Regions from separate parts of the Capsicum annuum genome. Here region 1 is linked to region 2. A link is a contact called in public Hi-C data. All regions are on one chromosome and are shown on one strand. The core of a region is the stretch at or near the end of the contact, and the rest is flanking DNA. Distances in the headings are between cores, read along the strand shown. Region 1 has its middle 33 kb from the start of LOC107877937. Region 2 holds the start of LOC107877939 (serine/threonine-protein kinase STY13).

Evidence for each region. A called contact is a pair of places that touch in the nucleus more often than the background predicts.
Region 1: a Hi-C map of bud shows a contact between it and region 2, with 2.7 times the contacts expected there. The contact joins the enhancer-like site here to the promoter of LOC107877939 in region 2. A contact is called at or near these places in 2 of 5 Hi-C or Micro-C datasets (bud and placenta).

The regions. Positions count from the first base shown.
Region 1 is chr7:120,057,251-120,061,390 of UCD10Xv1.1, reverse strand. No RefSeq gene overlaps it. Among protein-coding and RNA genes, the nearest start is that of LOC107877937, 33 kb to the right of the region's middle. Within about 2 kb of position 2,865, at least 3 of the 5 cell types and tissues checked have an H3K27ac peak or open chromatin away from gene starts, as enhancers often do. A contact at or near this core is called in bud, where this site is marked.
Region 2 is chr7:119,769,757-119,774,228 of UCD10Xv1.1, reverse strand. It overlaps LOC107877939 (serine/threonine-protein kinase STY13), which reads left to right and starts at 1,823. Exons shown (of 3, transcript XM_016724763.2): 1 at 1,823-2,196; 2 at 3,063-4,044. The coding sequence starts at 3,146.

The DNA.
Region 1 (4,140 bases), core at 1,616-4,115, 290 kb before region 2:
CTAACCATGTAGATGTCAAGTGTAATTGTGTATATAAAGTTAATCATGAACTCGAGTTCACCTCTTTAAGAGGAAGAGGGATCGAATAGGTAACAACTAAAGTAGTGAATGATGTCTGGGTATTGTGAGTATAAGTATCCTCATTTTAGTAATGAATTCTTTTTACATGTGATTGGATTCCTATATGTATCTTGTAAAATCTTATAGGTAAAGCTTGTGATGCTCACAGGTCGCACAAACTATTTGTCGTATAAATTGGTGACTTGATGATGTCGTACTGGTGTGGGTCTTGTCCACCATGTGCAAAGTGGGAGATGTTAGATTACGGGTCATGGGTCGTCCATGTGGACCGACCCGACCCGGCCTAATTTTTATTTTAATGATAAAAGATAAGAAGGGAGCAAATCAGTTACTGACTAATTATTTATTCTCCCACTACTTTCAGTGTGCAAAAGTTGAACCGACCGATAAAAGTATTATTGTTTATTGTTATTGGGTTATTGGATTAACAGTTTTTTAATGGTTTTATAAGAAAAATTTATTGGGTTATTGGTTCGGTTTGATTTTTTCTTATTGGGTTATTGGGTAAACCGATATCCCAATAAGAATATGTATATATATATGACTTATTATATATTTCTCTTAATTTTTCTTTAATTTCTACAAATTAACAAACCTGTTATTTCAATTATACAAACTCTTAATTTCTCCTAACAACATTTAGTCCAAACTTAAAGATTCTTATAAATTAAAACACATCATGTAGGATTTTTGGTTGCAACTAAGATTCGATTTTTTTCATGTTAGTTACTACTATTTTTATTTTATGAGTGTTTTCTTATCGGTTAAACCGAACTGTTAAGGACTAAAAATCGATAAATCGAAAATCGATAAAAAATTATCTTAGTTGTTTGGTTATTGGTTTAGCATATTTAAAAATCAAAAATTGATAAACTGAACCGATAATATATAAAACCAAATCGAACCGACCGATGCACACCCCTACCCACTACTCCTATACATATTACTACTTCTTCTTCTTCAATAGAAACGGATGAGAAAACAAATCCTTGGGTAACTAAAAACACAAAACAAGAACAAAACACCAACGAAGGTATTCAGTTTGTGAAACAATACTCCATTTTCAAGAAAGACGAAGATTGACTTGGGTGATTCTATCAGTAGCAAATTCAACGACTTCCGCTGCAACATATTAAGGTACACACATTATTTTTACTCCAAATTTGCTAACATATTCACTATGTGAGCTCTCAAAGAATTGAAAGACGAGGCCATTCTGAGAGAAGATGCATCGGTATAATAAAAAATTTGATACCATCTCATTTTGAGATTCTTTCCAGCTCCTCAAAGACAAACATAGAAAACCATCTCATTAGGGATCAATATATTCATTGAACGTGGGAAGAAACATCATCATTTGTATTAAGGTAAGGGAAAGAGATTAAAATTACTGTGTTGCTTTTGTATAAAAGTAATTCTATTTCTGCTTTATCAATGATATCGGCTCTGATATTCTAACCCAGTGAAAAAGGTGAATGCCTACTAGTGTAATTAGTCAAATTTACAATGTGACTACTTACATTTGAGAGAAAAACTTTATTTTGAGTCTCATATAACAAACAAAAGTTGTATGAGGACTTATTATTTGATGGACATGTGGCATGGGGTTCACTAGTCCTCCTTTACTTATTTTATCTTTGTGGAGAAGCCACCATTGGCACTATTTTTCATCTTCTACAATTTTTTTCTTCTTGAAATTTAATTTCAATGCCATCAAAATTAAATATAATTTCTTTGGGCAACTATATTTTGTCTTCCCACCTTTATATCATTTTTTCAAGAGTTTTCTTGCTCAAATGTTCAACCTCAAAAATTCTAGTTCCTAATTACTAATTCTTTGTCAAATATTTATTTGATCATGATACTTTTTTTTCTCAATTTTTTTCCTCACTTTATTATAAATATAATTTTAAGTTGGTATTTGATAAAAAAATTTCAAACATAATTTAGAGTTGTATCTGAAAAAATGAAAATAAGTACTAACTTTTTTCACTCTTAGAATTCATTTGGTCATGAAAATCAAAAACATATTCACTTTAATTGATATTTTAGACGTTAAAAATAGAATTAAAATTGTGTTTAACAATAGTATTTTCTAAAGTATTTTAGACTTTGAATTTATTTTTTTCTTCTATAAAGTGATAGATTGAGTCAAAAAAATACAACACCTCAAGAGGTGTTTTTTGAAAAATAAAAAATTGTGAAAACGTATTTCGAAATACGTAATTTTCATGGTCAAACAAGTATTTCAAAATAAAATGAAAAAGTATTCCAAAATATTGTGATTAATAACTATGGCCAAACGCCTACTTACACCTCTAACAAAAATTTAAAAACAACTCAAATTTATACTCATAATCAAACACAACTCCAACTTTAATTTTTCTCTTGAGATGGTATGAGTATGTCCATATGATGGTATAGCGCAATTCTTGAATGTCGATTATAAATCTCAAATTGCATTAAGTAACATACACACAAAAAAGTTTCACAAAATAATGAAATAAAAGTTTAAAACTGATTGTTATGAAAGACGTTGAAAAAGAATATAAAAATCAAAAAAAAAAAAATTGAAGAAATTTTCAAAAAACAAAAATATGAGAAGAACATGAATTGAAATAAAATAAAAAGGTGAAGAGGGAGATGGTTATAAAGAAGAATATTACAAAGTAATGATAACTGGGTTCCACAAATTCCAAATGTCAAATAATGAACCTCTCGTACAAGTATGACATGGCGCATCTCATACAAAAATTTTACTTTGAGTCTCATACAACAAACAAAAGTTGTATGAGGACTTATTATTTGATGGACATGTGACATGGGGTCCACTAGTCCTCCTTTACGTATTTTTGGCACTATTTTTCTTCTTCAAATTTAATTTCAATGCCACTAAAATTAAATATAATTTCTTTGTGCAACTATATTTTGTCTTTCCACCTTTATATCATTTTTCCAAGAGTTCTCTTGCTCAAATGTTCAACCTCAGAAATTCTAGTTCCTAATAACTAATTTTATCAAGTATTTATTTGATCATGATACTTTTTTTCTCAATTTTTTTCCTCACTTTATTATAAATATAATTTTAAGTTGGTATTTAACATGAAAATTTCAAACATAATTTAGAGTTGTATCTGAAAAAATAAAAATAAGTACCAACTTTTTTCACTTTTAGAATTCATTTGGTCATGAAAATCAAAAACATATTCACTTTAATTGATATTTTAGACATTGAAAATAGAATTAAAATTGTGTTTAACAATAGTATTTTCTAAAGTATTTTAGACTTTGAATTTATTTTTTATAAAGTGATAGATTGAGTCAAAAATATAAAACACCTCAAGAGGTGTTTTTCGAAAAATAAAAAATTGTGAAAACATATTTCGAAATACGTAATTTTCATGGTCATACAAGTATTTCAAAATAAAATGAAAAAGTATTCCAAAATATTGTGATTAATAATTATGGCCAAAGCCTACTTACTCCTCTCACAAAAATTTAAAAACAACTCAAATTTATACTCATAATCAAACACAACGCCAACTTCAATTTTTCTCTTGAGATGGCATGAGTATGTCCATATGATGGTATAGCGCAATTCTTGAGTGTCGATTATAAATCTCAAATTACATTAAGTAACATACACACATAAAAGTTTCGCAAAATAATGAAATAAAAGTTTAAAATTGATTGTTATGAAAGATGTTGAAAGAGAATATAAAAATCAAAGAAAGAAAAAAAAATTGAAGAAATTTTCAAAAAACAAAAATGTGAGAACATGAATTGAAATAAAATAAAAAGGTGAAGAGGGAGATGGTTATAAAGACGAATATTACAAAGTAATGACAACTGGGTTCCACAAATTCCAAATGTCAAATAACGAACCCCTCGTACAAGTATGACATTGCGCATCTCATACAAAATAATTTTTTTCGGGATGAATTACCCATCCGTCTTCCATACATACCATCTGTTTTCCATATTATCCGGTAAACTAGAAGTTGAGAAACAACAGTTTCTTTTCTCAAGGTTTCAGACTAACTGATATAAGTTGCTTTT
Region 2 (4,472 bases), core at 574-3,073:
AAAATTTTTTGAATCAAGATGAAGGTTTTTTCTTTAGGTGACAATAAAAATTTAAAAAAAAAAAAGTAGAAAGAGAGGATTTGAAGAAGAAGGAATGGGGTGAAAGTTTGTAGAAAATAGAGGAAAAAGGGTGGGGTTCAAAGAAGAAGGTGGGGAGGAAGGAAGGGAGGGAGGGTCGGAGAAGATAAAAGGAGGTGGGTTTGAAGAAAATGAAAGGGCCGGGGATCTTGAAGAAGATGAAAAGGGAGGTAAGGATGTTTTTATTTGTTATTTTTATTTTATTATATATAATTAAATTATATATAATAATTAAAAAATTATTAAAATATTCTACCAATACTTTTTTCTAAAAGGAAATGCGCTTTATTTTTTTGGTCATGTTAGCTATTAATGGGGCAATATAATTCATGCGAAAATTATTTAGTGAGATAAATAATTATCGATAAAGTTAAAGTATTATAATAAGTTGTGGCGACAAGTTCAAGGAGGTACTTATGCTTTTTCCCATATTGAAAATGATAGTTTTGAAACTTTCACTAACAATGTCATGAAAAAAGTAGATATTTGGAAAAAGATTTCAAACTTGTGTCAAATGTCAAATAAAAATATGGAAGAGTACACATTTGGCCTAGAGAAACCTTACTCACTGCATTCATTTTTATTGATCACGTTTTGTTTTTTGATAGTTAAATTGCATAAATTTTGATCAACATTTATATTTGTTATTATATTAATATGAGAAAATTGTAACATATAGTTTTTTTTTATGTAGTCTTCAAAAATCTAAATATTAAATTAATTACTTCAATTTAGTTGACGTTTAATCAAATTAATCTTCACAAAGTGAAATATAATAAATAAAAATGAATAGATAAAGTAATAAAACTCACTTGATTTATAAAAATAGATAAATAAATTGAAATATTTATTTTCGTATAAGGTCAAGTAAAAAAGACAGAGACTTCACATAAGTTTAAGGGTCATTCGATACGCATGATAAAGTGGAATATCTCGTGATTAAGTTTGGTACAAAATTTATATTATATTTTGTTGATGGTATAAATTAGCTTTGGAGTATTCCTTTAAGCAAACATGATATAAATTTAACACCAAACTTAATCATATCTCAGTTTAATCCATCGAACATGTGATTATTTTGTACCAACTCTTAAGGATCGTTTGGTTAGAAACAAGTTATCGCGGGATAAGTTATCCCGCTATATATATGGAATAGACATAATACATAAACAAGACCTTTAACTTGACACCAAATTATAACTTGACCTTTAACTTTATCAGTGCACAAGTAGACCCTTTAACTATAAAAAAGTTGAACAAAAAAAATACTCCAATCTTACCTGATAAAAATGCGTGCATACACTCAAAATGACGAATGCCAGAGTAAAAATTTTAGCCTCCCAATGATTAAAAAAATGTTTAAATGACTATTATGTCCTTAATAAATTCTTTTTATATACATCCCTTTTTACAATTCAAATTCTCATTTTATTCTCTTTTTTATTTTCTCCAATAAATCCTCATTTTAATCCATCAAATATGTGATTATTTTGTACCATCTCTTAAGGATCATTTGATTAGAAACAAGTTATTACACCATAGATATAAAAAAATAACTTATCTCATCACTAAATATAAATGATAGGATAAATGATTTCTTGACTAACTAATAACTCTAATTAAAGATGAAATAAACTAATCCTATATTTTCAAGGACAGAGGATGATGAAAAAATATACTAATAATACATAACTAAAATTAATTTCTATATATGTATAATAGAAATTGAACCCTTCACCGAAATTTCCTATTGAACGCGTAGTTAAAATTCGGGCTCGCTAACTTATCGACCGCTCAATTTACAGATGAAGGTCGAGCACAGCAAGTGGGTACGCAAGAACCGAAGAGTAAGATCGGAGTGGCCACACCACATGTCTCCCTCAGGGTCATAGTCAGGGTAGAAACTAAACAAAACAAGAGACTCTCTCTCGCGCGCGCGCGTTTTCATTTTGCTTTTTGTGTTCTCTACTACTTCTCCTCTCTACTTCTATTTCTCTTTATACGTCGTCGTTTCTTTACTACTGCTGCTGCTCTTCAGACTTCCTATTACAGCTCTTGGGTTTTACAAAATCGATTGGACTGTTTTGGATTATCCCAAAGTAATTGTTCTCGATCGAGGTAATTTTAACTATTTTTCTATAGATTTTACCCTTGGATCATCTAATTTGTTGATTTTTGTCACTCGAATTAAGGGTTTTTGTGGGGATTTTGAACTACTTTTTTTTCTGTTGCTAATTTCTGTGCTGGGTGTAGGTTTATTTTTGCTTGTTCTTGCTTGAATTATCTGACTTTTTTTCCCCAAACCGGAGCTAGAAATCGACGCGTTTTGGTTGTAATTACGATTAAACCCCTAATCTTTTCGTGGAAAATGTTATAGTAGAAATGGAACATTTTACAGTTTGGTCTGTCAGTTCTCTTCTCCAGTTAATGTGTGTGTAATTTATCCCCAAAAACAATTCTTTTTGTGGCTTTACAAAACGAGCGGTATCTCAGTAGTTGGTTGACTATTGGTTGACGTAATTCTCTCCCCCATTTCCTCTTCCCCTACTTCCAATTTGAATAAAAAAATGTGGCTTTACAAAAAGAAGAAGACATTAGTAGCTTTTTGCCATATCTACCCTTACTGCTCCATGGAAGCATATAATCATTAATTACATTTACGGATTTTAATAAAGGATTCAAAGGTGAATAAGGAAGTAACTGATTTGTCATCTTAATTACCGAGTCATTTAGCTAATTTGAAGGCATTAAATGAACTGAAGGTTGAGGACAATTTTCCCTTATATAATAGCTTACCTTTTAGTAAAGGTTGAAGATAGACTTTTTCTTGCGTGGTTAGTTTTCATCAAGCTTCTCTTCTGTGTGTTCATTTTGAAATTATTTTTTGTTTAGTTATTTTCTCCTTGTTGCTTATTGTGCTTTGATGCATGAAATTGGAGAAGAATTTTCTGCTAGCAAGCTCTGATATTTCATGTTTCTTACAGGGTTGTGGTCCGTTAAAGTTTGAGTTACAAATCCTCATGCAGAAAAAACTATAGTTTTTTTGCTGCAGTTGCTTGAAGGGAAAATGTTGGAGACTCCAAAGTTTGCGGGACTTATAGACTTAAATGAAAACCATGATCATTATGGACTGTCCCAAAATTTTTACCATAAGCTTGGTGAGGGATCAAACATGTCAATCGACAGTTATGGGAGCTTGCAGATGAGCAATGGCGGAGGTTCAGTTGCAATGTCGATGGATAACAGTAGTGTTGGATCAAATGATTCACACACTCGTATCTTAAACCACCAAGGTCTCAAGCGTGTCCACAATAACTATTCTGCTGCAGCTAGTGTAAATAAGGGCAAAGCTTCTCATGGGTTGAGTGACGATGCTCTAGCTAAAGCTTTGATGGATCCTCGATTTCCTACCAATGGGCTTGAGAATTATGATGAGTGGACGATTGATTTGAGGAAGCTCAACATGGGGCCAGCTTTTGCTCAAGGGGCTTTCGGGAAACTCTACAAGGGAACTTACAATGGAGAGGATGTTGCTATCAAGCTTCTAGAGAGGCCAGAGAATGATCTTGAAAGGGCTCACTTGATGGAGCAACAGTTTCAGCAGGAAGTCATGATGTTGTCAAGGTTGAAACATCCAAATATTGTTCGGTTTATCGGTGCATGCCGTAAACCCATGGTGTGGTGTATTGTCACCGAATATGCTAAAGGAGGATCAGTTCGTCAGTTTCTTACTAAGAGACAAAATCGAGCTGTGCCCTTGAAGTTAGCAGTGAGGCAGGCCTTGGATGTGGCAAGGGGTATGGAATATGTGCATGGCCTGAATCTGATACATCGTGACCTGAAATCTGACAACCTACTAATTGCTGCTGATAAATCAATCAAGATTGCGGACTTTGGGGTTGCTCGTATTGAGGTGCAGACAGAAGGAATGACACCAGAGACTGGAACATACCGCTGGATGGCTCCGTAAGCCTCTAACTTTTTAGAAAACTCTTTAAATGTGATCGTCTTATCCTGGTCTGGTCTTTTGGCAAAACCATAATACAGAGCTTTTTCTTTTCTTTTTCCTTTCAAAATGTTAAATATATCCATAACACAGAGCTGCTTCTGCCGTCCCATTGATTCTTTTATGGTTTCAGTTTCCTTCTTTTCGTAGAATTCATTCAATGATTTGCATACTGTGTTTGCAATACAAATATACAATGCCTTCTAACTTATCAAAGAGAATGGTGAAGTGGTAGCAATTAGATATGTTTAAGTTCCAACATGATATATATCTGAACATTTACTTTGCACTATGTCTAATATTTAATCTAATGTTGTAAGTTTAACTGCACCTGCATTGTCTAAAGATAGATTTAAAGTGAAAAAAGTAATGTTTCTTTTGATTATCA